Regions from separate parts of the Cricetulus griseus genome. Here region 1 is linked to region 2. The links are chromatin contacts, called in public Hi-C maps. All regions are on one chromosome and are shown on one strand. The core of a region is the stretch at or near the end of the contact, and the rest is flanking DNA. Distances in the headings are between cores, read along the strand shown. Region 1 holds the start of Mtcl1 (microtubule cross-linking factor 1). Region 2 overlaps Mtcl1 (microtubule cross-linking factor 1).

Evidence for each region. A called contact is a pair of places that touch in the nucleus more often than the background predicts.
Region 1: a contact with region 2 is called in a Hi-C map of the CHO-K1 cell line, with 2.8 times the contacts expected there. The contact joins the promoter of Mtcl1 here to the enhancer-like site in region 2. A contact is called at or near these places in 3 of 8 Hi-C or Micro-C datasets (the CHO-K1 cell line and fibroblasts).

What each region holds. Positions count from the first base shown.
Region 1 is chr2:455,372,036-455,377,165 of CriGri-PICRH-1.0, forward strand. It overlaps Mtcl1 (microtubule cross-linking factor 1), which reads right to left and starts at 1,709. Exons shown (of 17, transcript XM_035441173.1): 1 at 1,001-1,709; 2 at 933-998; 3 at 233-930. The coding sequence starts at 1,259. It overlaps LOC118238441 (a long non-coding RNA gene), which reads left to right and starts at 1,796. Exons shown (of 2, transcript XR_004768773.1): 1 at 1,796-3,428; 2 at 4,891-5,130.
Region 2 is chr2:455,284,433-455,289,890 of CriGri-PICRH-1.0, forward strand. All of the region lies in intron 11 of Mtcl1 (microtubule cross-linking factor 1), which reads right to left. Among named protein-coding and RNA genes, the nearest start is that of Mtcl1, 87 kb to the right of the region's middle. Within about 2 kb of position 4,164, at least 3 of the 6 cell types and tissues checked have open chromatin away from gene starts, as enhancers often do. A contact at or near this core is called in the CHO-K1 cell line and fibroblasts, where this site is marked.

The DNA.
Region 1 (5,130 bases), core at 459-2,958, 85 kb after region 2:
CAAGACTTCTTACAAACAGCAAGAGCCAAAGGCTAAAAACCAGACCTACAGGTCTTCCCACAAGTTTAGGGTTAAGTTACCAAAACCTAGTGGATATGGGGTGCAGTGCAGTGCAAAGTGTAAGAGGTAAGGAGTTAATGAGGCCCCCGGGAGACTGGGCTCGCAGGCCCTGAGGGCAGCCAGAGGACCCGGGGTCGGCCTCGGAGACACCTGCCACCCCAGAGACGCTCACCTTGAGGTAGTCATTCTCCGAACGCAGTTCCTCTATCTCCCTCAGCAGCTCTTCCTCCTCAGCCACCACCAGGAGCCGGGGCTGTTCGCCCAAGCCAGGCTCCCTGGGGGTCCCGAGAATCGTCCTCTCCGGTGGCGTTCGGCCCCCAACATCCTCCACAGAACCGGGTCCCGGAGACCCCGAGGGTGCCCCGCCTGGGCTGCTTCGGCCCCCGAGACTGGCATCAGCGACAGGGGGCGCCGTGAGCAGCGCGGGGGGCTCGGGGCTGCCCGGAGGTGGCCCGCGGGCTCCGGGGCTCTGGGTGGGTGCTCCGCGCAGGGGCTCGCGGTCACTGGAGCCGGTCCCCGACTCGGCGTCGCTGCTGGCTGCGGGGAGCAGGCGCTGCTCATCAGACAAGGGTTCCGAGGCGCAGTCCGAGAGATCCGAGCTGCTGTCCGTGTGGCTGATACGCGAGCCGGCCACCGAGGTCACAGAGAGGGTCACGGCGGGGACCCGGGCGGCGGGGGCCGGGGGCCCGACGGCGCGAGCCGGAGGCGTCCCGGGGCTGCGCTTGGCTTTGCGGCCCTTCGCGGCGGCAGGCGGCGGCTCGGCCCCAGCCGGCCTCCCGACCCGGGACAGTGGCTCCGCCGGCCCCGCGCGCGCCGCCCTCCTGGTCCCCGGGGTGGCCTTGGCGCCGCCCGCCGCCCTGGCTCCGGCGACCGCGGCGGCTTGTCCTTCGCGCCGGGGACTACGCCGCTGCGCCGGGAGAGGCGGCCGGCTGCGGCCGGGGCCCGGGCGACGGCGGCGCCTTGCCGGCGAGGCTGGGCGAGCGCGGAGCGGCGGGAGTCGGGGCACGGCCCGCAGAGGGGGTGGCGGCGGCGGGCCGCGTGTGCAGATCCTTGAGGAGAGGTCTGGCGGGCGAGGGTGCGCGGTGCAGCCGCCTCCTCTCGGCCAGCGGGTGCAGGTGGTGGTGGCGGTGATGCTGGCCGGCTGGCTGCGGCTTGGCGTCCGGGGCGCCGCCGCCCGCGGGGCCGTTCAGCGTCTCCATGGCCCGGGCGGCGGCCGCGATCCGCAGCTCAGGCGGCAGATGCTCCGGGCGGCGGTGGCGGCGGCGGCGTGCAGCCTCCCCGCGCGCCCGGTCATCACTGACCCCCTGCCCCGCCCGGCGTGCGCCCCGCGCTCCCGCCGTCCCCTCCCCCTCACTCGGCAGACCCGGGGGAGTTTCTCCCCTCGCTCGGGTCAGCGGCGCTCGGGTTCTCCCGGCACAGCCGCCTCGGCGGCCGCTCGCATCCCCTGCGCCGCGCGCTCAGAGCTCGCAGGCAGCCGCGGCCTGGCACCCAGACACACACACACAAAAAAAACACTTGTCTGGCGGCGCGCGCCGGGCTCCTGCGCCCCGCTCCCCGCCCACTCGGGACCGACCGGCAGCCACGGCTTCTGCCCGGCGGCTCGGGCGCAGAGAAGCTGCACGCTCGCTCCCCTCCGCCCCGAGCCCCGCGCGCACGCCCGCCTCCTGCCACCCGGCCGGGGAGGGGAGCGGAGCGGAGGGGCGGGGCGGGGCGGGCTGGAGGGCGGGGCCGGAGCTCTGGGGACGCAGAGCCGGCGGACCACTGTTTGCCTTTGGATGCGCTGGGGACCCCACCCAGGGCTGGCTAGGAAGGGAAGACGCTGGGATGAAGGGCGGGGAGAGGGAGAGCCTGGGCCCCTCGGGGACCCTGGAGGTGCGGGCCGTGTGGCGGGGCCTCCGCAGGGGGTGCCAGCTCTCTCTGCGTTCCGCCCAGCCCCCTCTATCCCGTCCTCTCTCCTGCCTCCCCGCCCCAGCTCCCCGCCGCTCTCCCCGGAGCCTCTGAAGGATCGCTGGTGCCGGATGCAGCGTCAAGACCGGCGCAGCGCTCCACAGTTGGCACCCCCGGTGGCCTGGGCAGCTCCGGGAGGGAGGAGCCGCTGTAGAAATAGGAGAAGCCAAGCCGTTCGCCAGGCTTGGGGTCTGAAAGGGAGCTCACATTTATAGTTCCTGCGGCCGTGAGCCAGGCGCTGCTGGCTCACGCTTTATCGTGCTAGTAACAGTCCCGAATTGGAAACCCTGCCTTCAGAACCAAACACGGGCGCGAGGAGGTGACTGAGCTCCGAGGCTCAGCCGGGTTTCGAACCCAGGTCTGCAGGAGTCTCAGCCAGCCGTGTGCCTTAGAGCTCCAGGGAACCTGAGCACAGTCTCCTCCCGCCCCGTGTGCAGGACGCTTGACCTTGTGAGTCTCGGGTTCCTTCCTCACCTGTAGACTCACAGGACACCGAATCTGGCTGCATGCTGATTAAATGGGGAAACAGGAGGACGTCCTTCTCCCGGAAAGTGATTGTGACAGTGAGCGTGGCGACGTCCCAGGCTTTGGATGGACAGTAAATGCGCCGAAGACAAGCTTAAGTCCTGTGTCTTCCTGAGAGATGCGCTGGGCTTTGGGCAGAGGCCAGTCCACAGCGCAGTGTAAGGAGGGCGAGGCTTAGATTTGAAGTTGTGGGGGAAGAGGGATGGATTCTGAGCCTGATTCATCTGACTTGCTGAGACATAAAACACCCCAAAGAGAGATGACAGACTTGGAAATGTTAAAGGAAGACTGACTCCGAAGTCTGTAATCCTAACCACAGAGTGACCCTACTTAGCCAGAACTGTCCGAAGCTGCACCAGAAACTGACTTTTTTTTTTTTAAGCATAAATCCGGAAAGTCGTGCTCCGGAAAGTCAGACCGTACTGAAACCGGGCCCGGCCTTGGAGAACCGCTTTTCTGGAAATCTTTTGAAAGTGAGATACATCCTGAGTCGCCTTGGAGTGCTTGGAGGGAAAAGGACACTAGTTGGTTGTTAGATTGTGGGCCAGGAAAGAGAATAGAGGCCGGCAGCCACGCTTGGTTAAGCATGACCACTAGAGGGAGCTCCAGTGCCTCCTTCAGTACCAAAGTGGCGACTCCAGTCCCGGGCAGGTGACCTAGAACACCCACACCCTCACATTCCTGAAGAATTACGTCCAGGACTTTAAGTACAGCATGCCACCTCTTCAGACTATACACAGTCACGCAAAAATCCACCCAAAAGCGTTCCAGTAAGTTGTCTTCCAAAAACATCCACAAGACTGGTACCCGGCTTCCTTTTCCTTTAGAGAGGACCAAGTTCCTCTTTCTTAGGATGATGGTGACGCTACCTACCTGCACCTGGCCTGGGGTGTTAGGTAATTCTTTGTTTTCCTGTTTCCTGTAAGTTAACGGGTTTAAAGAGGCAGGTGCTTGTTGGGTTGGTGGCATGGCTCAGTGTAAGCATGTGGTCAGGCGTTCCAACACCCGCACCAGGTAAAAACAACAACAACAACAACAACAACAACAACAAAACCAGAGAGGTCTGTGTTCTCCTGTGACCTGCGCGCAGGAGGGAATGGATCCGGTAGATCCCGGGATCTCACTGGACAGCCAGTGTAGCAGAAACAAATGTGCTCTGGGGTCTCAAGAGAGTGGGGGGGGTGGAGAGGCGGGAAGGAATATACGTCCACACTATACGTCCATACAGCACACGCACACACCCACCACCCACATGTAGCCCAGTGCGTGTGGAGGTGCTCGAACACACGCACAGTTCTGCCGCCTGTGGCAAATGTTTAAAGTCAGCTGTAATTTGAAAAGATTCTTTTCTCTTATTAAATTAGTCTAAAGATTAATGGTTTATAATTTAAATGAAACTTAAGTTCTTTATTCTGTAGAATACCAACACAACAAGACGTGCCTGTGCCTGTTTGGTCGCTTTCCCTCAGATGTAGACCTTCACTCAGCCCCTCTCAGGAAGTGATCAGCCAGCCTGCCTCCATCCTAGGCTTGAAAGCTATCTTATATTAAAGACAACAAACTAGGTTCATTCCTGTTTATGATTAAATCTGTTTCTCAAGACTGGGCTGTGCCCCACCTGTAACCTTAGCCACAAATGGTTCTGTACTGCCTGTTCCAGGAAACCCCAACCATATCTTTGTTTCAAAAAGTTGTGTATAACCATCTTTGCAACCCTACCTTTGTTTCAAAAGTTTGATATGACCACCTTGTCGCAACCACCTTCTAATTATGCCTTTGTTTCAGGAGGTCATTAGGACTTATATGCTATACTTACGTGGGGGTGGTGGTGGTGGTAGCACCCACCTTTAATCCCAGCACTTCGGAGGCCGAGGCAGGCGCATCTCTGAGTTCGAGACCAGTGCTAGTTCCAGGACAGGCTCCAAAGCTACATCAGGGAAACCCTGTCTCAAAAAAACAAACAAGCAAAAACAAAAACCGTGCAATGCTCATGTACCTCTCCTGCAACCCAGTCTATTTTGCACACCAAATCTCCCATTGGAAACCCCCACCCCTGAGCTATAAAAACTGCCTTCCTCTCTCATCCAATGCTGACCTCTTGAACCCCACCTTAGGGAACGGCAGCCCGTATACACAAAAAGTTTGCTTTAATTAATTGCTGGCCTTGATCAGTTTGCCCATAATTATTTGGGTCAGTTGGTCTTTTTCCTCGAATCTTTGGGACTAACAGAAGGTGACTAACCCAAGAGTGGTTTTGCAAGCTTCTGCAATTGTCGGCCGGGTTTGGACAGGGAAGGTACTGTTGGGAGATTGGAGGAAGAGAAAAAACAACACATTTCCCTCTCTTCTTGGTTACAGGTGGCCTCTTCACCAGGTGCATGGCATTCTCAGTATCTCGCTGTCCCTGGGTGCTGTGCACCTTCCGGTAATGGTTCATTCTCCCATCATCTGACAGTCAAAATCTGGCCCAAATTCTGTGCCTACCAATCTCTGCGTCTCTTCAGTGCCCCAGTTTGGCTCTGGGTTCCTCCACCATCTCTGTGACCAACCATGCATGGGACCATGCTGCCATTGTAGTGTCCACCCAGGGGTTTCTCC
Region 2 (5,458 bases), core at 2,914-5,413:
GATGATCCAAAACAAGGAAAAAGGCAAAAGTATCAATCCTGGGAGGTACTCTGTGAGTTCAATGCCAGCCAGGGCCACAGAGTGACGACTCTGGCCCATGAAGACTTCTTGATCTGGAAAGTCATTTGCACACAAGAGCTTTTTGAGCCTTTCATGCCAGAGCCTAAATATGCAACTTTTTTTTTTTTTTTTTGGTTTAGACATTTCATTGCAGGTAAGTTAACCCAAACAAAACAAAACAAAACAAAAACACAATTTCCCAAATGTCTTCCAACTGGGTGGTTGATACCAATGGCTTTACTGTTTCCTGTCCCTTCGTTTAGGGACACTCCAGTTCTTCAAAGCTCATCTCTCTTGGAGGGAGCAATTTACAAGTCTATAATTGAGGTCTGTGCTTATAGGTCATACTTTATGACAGATTCAAAGTTGGCTTTCAGTCCTCCAGATTGCCTTGCAAGCCTGTGGCTCATTCAGAGTGGGTGGGGGCTATGGATAAGGTCATATATACCAAGAAAAGCGTGATGCAATCCCTGCTATGTTTTCAGAATTCTGGGATTTCTGAGATGTATGCGTCACATGACATTGTAAGTATGTGGAGAGCAAAGCCACCATGAACTCTGCCTGGCTTATCTCTGAGCCATTCATTACCTCAGGTACAGGGCTTAATCTAAAGGTGAATGGGATATATTGACCTGCCACTGTTGGGTGACCCATGGAAAGCCAGTCACGAAACAGAGGTGATAGCTTCTGTCTCTTATTTACTTCAGCTATTCACAACACAAGGGAGTTTTACAATGCTTGGGGAGCTGCCCTGATTCCCTGACCCATGCATGGCTGGTTTCTATTTGAAAAAGATGAGAGGGGACCTTCTGTGGTGTTCAAAAAGAGCAAATGAATCAATTCCAGGCAGTCGTCCCCCACCCCCCATCTTCTGGCAGCAAATCCCAAACAAGACCTTAAAATGATAGATCTATCAGCAACATTTTCCTAAATAAGTCATTTGTCACTTTGGCCTTCATTGTGACACTGAGAGTAACTTCTTTTCTGAAACCGAGATCTTTGTGCAGAAAAAAAAAAAATGGGCTCCTCCGAAGACTGGCCTTAACAGTGCTACCCATGGTGAGTTTTCAGTAAGAAGTCATTTGCCTTCTGGCTGGGCATGTGCTGGGGGCTCATGGCTAGGAGGGCTCTGTGCCTACCCAAGAGTCCCCCCAGGAATTAAATCAGGTGGGTGAGAGCCTCTAAAGGAGGCCATCTTTAGTAGCTTAGACACAGAGTTACCAGCCCACGAGCTGAGAAACCAGAGCTCGTCAGGGGATCATTGCGACAGAACCAGTGTTCAAAAGAGCACTAAGTATCCCCACCCCAACACATACACCTCCCTTGAGGAAGGAAGGTGTGCTATAAACCACCTGTGGCGAATTCTGGGAGGGAGACTGGGGGCTGAGGGAGGCCTTTTACCAATTACCTTGAGTACCTGTGTGTGCAGTTTCCGGAGACAACAGCAGCAAAACACAACAAACACCAACTGTGTGTGATCCTGTGCTCTGGTCTGGTTTGCTCTGGTCTGGTTTGCTCTGGTCTGGCTTCTAGTTAAGCTACAGAAGTGGCAGGGTCTACAGAATAAACCAGGCCATATTGCACAAAGCCAAAATGTAAACACTATCTAGACTCAAGAGGGGAACTTTTTAAAGATCTAACTGTTCAGGGACTGAACACAGGGCCTTGTGCATTCCAGTTGGCTGTCCTACTACTGAACTAATCTACATCCTCAGTCACTGAGGTCTGTTGTTTGTTTTTTAGACAAATTCAGCTATGTAGTGCAGGTTGGTCTCTAACTTGAAATTCTCCTGCCTCAGCCTCCCGAATAAGTTCTGACATGCTAATCTCATCTATTAGAAGTGCTTTTTCTATAAGTTTCATTGTCCTGGGAGGAAAAAAAGAGAGAAAGGCAGCATGGATAGCTAGAAAACAAGGTTTCAAGTACTAGAGTTGGTCAAAGCCTGTTAGTAGAAGGAAGGCCAGCTTTGGGGGCAGCCTCTTACGGCGTTTAACACCGGGGCTGGACTGGGGACGAAGGACCCTAGCAGCAGAACGAGGTCTTAGAGCTTAATGTGAAACAGAACTTCTCAAGCTCTTACAGTGAATCTTATGTTAGGCTCACCTCATTCATAACATAAACTGTGTCGTCTCTCTTTAATTAATTATTCTGATGCCAGGAAAACAAGCTGCTTTCTCTCTAGTTATCCAAGCCACCCTAGGACCACAGGGTCCCAATACTGACAACATGAATCACCTGTGTTTCAGACCTTGGTTTTAAAGGAACCGGCTTCCCTTTTGGCAGCCATTACAGCCGAACACATGCTTGCCATAAACCTGCCTTGGTCACGTAGAGGTCAGATGCCTGTCTCGTGACAAGGAACCCATCAGAAGTTAGTCACTAGAAAGTCAGATGCCTGTCTCATGACAAGGAGCCAATCGGAAGTTAGCTGGTGGCGCTATGCTTTATGGCTCTGGGTGTGCTTTACGGACAAGCGCACAGCAATGACGTAGAGAGCATAGCAACCGCCCTGGGAGGGCCTATGGGCCATAACAACCAGTTGACCAATCAACACAGGGCAAGCCCTCCAAGCCTGGAGGCACACCAATCGTAAGCCTGTGCGTACCCCTAGACACTCCCCTTACGCTGCCCTATAAGATCTTTTGGGAGACCCAAGGAGCCGTCTTTTCTCGCCATCCGCCATGGCGGGTGGGTGAAAGACCCGAGCTAACATGGGGTTAGTTCGTTAAATTACAATAAAGCCTCATGCAGTTTGCATCAAGCTTTCGCCTCCATTCTGTGTTTGGGGTGGCCGCCGTCCTGGGCTAAGATTCTGAAAGCCTCAGCTTTCTGAGGGTCTAACAGTTTCAGGAATTACTAAAAGTACGAAATCCATAAACAGCCTCAGGAATGCTGGCTGAAAATGGCCACTGGGCAGCCGACAGCTCAGAGCTTGATGGGAGTGATACAGTCGGCTCTCCCCTGCTCAGCCTCAGCTTGACACAGCAGCAAGGAAAATGAAAGCTCATACTACGCTGAAGGTCACTGCCATGGGATGGTGTAACTAAAGGCCGAGGAGGCAGGGAACATTGGCACAGCCAAATGTTTGCCAAACTGATGGATTTTGCTTCTGACCTGCACTCAGTGTGAGTGGGTACATTTGATATTTTTTTAAACTTCTTTGTTTATAATAAATGATGCCATCTACAGTGTTCTGTGGTTAAGATACAAATCCACAACGGAGGGAGAAATTTTGTTACTTTTTGTTACTTGCTCATTCATCCTTGGGAAAGCCATTCCCCAAGGTTCTGCCGGCTTTGAGGGGGCCATGGTTCTGCACAGAAGCTCTTCAAAAACATATCTATGGGTTCTTGCGTGCAGGCTGCCCAGCTAACAACCATGCCACTCCCAGGGAGGCGAATCTTCTAACAGAGACTGTTCACTCTCAGCGAGCCAGCTGTCGCTTCCGGTAGGGCTCATTAATCCCCTGTCCTCTTCCGAATGGCACTGTGCACACATTAGCTTTCACGGCTGCGGGCTGGCAGATTCAATGAAATGCAGACCTAATTCTGACATGCGCACTCCCCCTTCAGCCCATCCTCCAGCACGCTGCACCCAGTGGAAACCCACATGCCTGTCCTAGCCTGTCCCACTTTTAAGAGTAACCACAGAAGACAGGGGGAGATAAACATTCAGACACTCTGGTGGGTGGTTCCGGCTGAGTGACTTTACATTATTGTTCACCCCAAGGGTGACATTTTCCATGACTGTTTAGAAAACCAGATGTGCAGCATCTCTTCCCTTTTCCAAAGAGTTTGCATGAACTCCTGGGAAATGCCCAGCACGTGGTCTTAAGCTAGGGCAGGTCTGTCTATAGATGGGAGCCTATCGCCAACACTGCGGAGAACTGACAATACCACTTTCCAAAACAATAAAATGCCTGCCTTTTAAAGCTTTGTTCATGACTGGTAACATTCTAGTTTCTAACTAGATCACTGCTGGAAAACTTATTCCATGACCTCAGGTCTCCCCAGGGATTCTGGCACACTGACGCACTTCCTGATGACTCCAAGGAGAGGCCCCTTTGAAAGTTATTAACCCCATCCTGAGTCACATTGTTAGGGAAAACGAAGGTGGGTGGGGCACAGACAACTGTTCTGATTTGTATATGAAGAGACAGAAACATCCCCTTAGCCTGCACTGCAAAGGCACCACGATCTTGTTGGAATCTGCAATGAGGGGCTGGTCACAGCATCCTCCCACGTGACCCACGCCACTGTGGGCAGAGGAGACAGGTGAGAAGTAGCAGCTGCTGAACAGACTGCAGGAGTAATCCAGAATGCCTGTGGCTGGAAGGCTGGGCCATGCCCAGTGCCAAAATCTGCACCCTTACACCAGCAAGCAAGCAGCCAGGGCGGGGACTCCAGGCTTTCTGTAGGAACTCTCTGAAAAGCCTGGAGTTTTCCAAGTACTCCCTGAGCCTCCTCAGGATCTCAAGTCTCCAAATCAAAAGGAATGCAAAATAAATAACATGATAAAGTTTGTTATCAATAGTGCATGTGGGGGATTTGGTTTTCAGGGTGTCCTTGTAGTACTCACAGTAGTACATTTAGTAATTAATATTTAAAGCCAATTCCTCTTCACACACACTATGATATTTTTTCCAAAGCGTCACCATGTATTTTCATTTGGGTGTGTGTTTTAAGTGGTCAAAGAGAAACGTGAAACACTTTGTGCATGATGGGAATTTAAACAAATACTTCTTTATTTTTCCTTATAAACTATGTTACCAATGCAGTGTTGCCGGCAATGACTTCAGTTAAACACCAACCACAGAGCCCTGCAAGGTTGTTCCCTGGCTTTGATAGAAATGAGTAGTCTCTCTGCTTAAAAGTCTATCTAATGAATATCTATCTTCTGAGACAAATTTTCTGGATCTAAGGAGGCACAAATACTCAATAGACTTGATCTTACAATGGTCCTGAGTTACGCCTTAACCAAATGAATAGATGAGCTGACACTGGAGTGAACTCAGGAACAGCCCGATGGCTAGTAACATTGTAGCCACCCCTACTCTACCCCCCAATACTGACAGGTGGTCAAGTCAGCAGAGGACTTCTCTGCATCCAGGAACATCAACATTTGGAGTAAGATGACAGAGACAGGGGCTGGAGAGATGGCTCAGAGGTTGAGAGCACTGGCAGCTCTTCCAGAGGTCCTGAGTTCAATTCCCAGCAACCACATGGTGGCTCACAACCATCCGTTATTAGATCTGGTGCCCTCTTCTGGTGTGCAGATATACATGGAAGCAGAATGTTGTATACATAATAAATAAATAAAATCTTTAAAAAAAAAAAAAAAAAGATGTCAGAGACATGGCCCAACAGCCACCTCGGTGTATGGAACACCGGGCTTAGA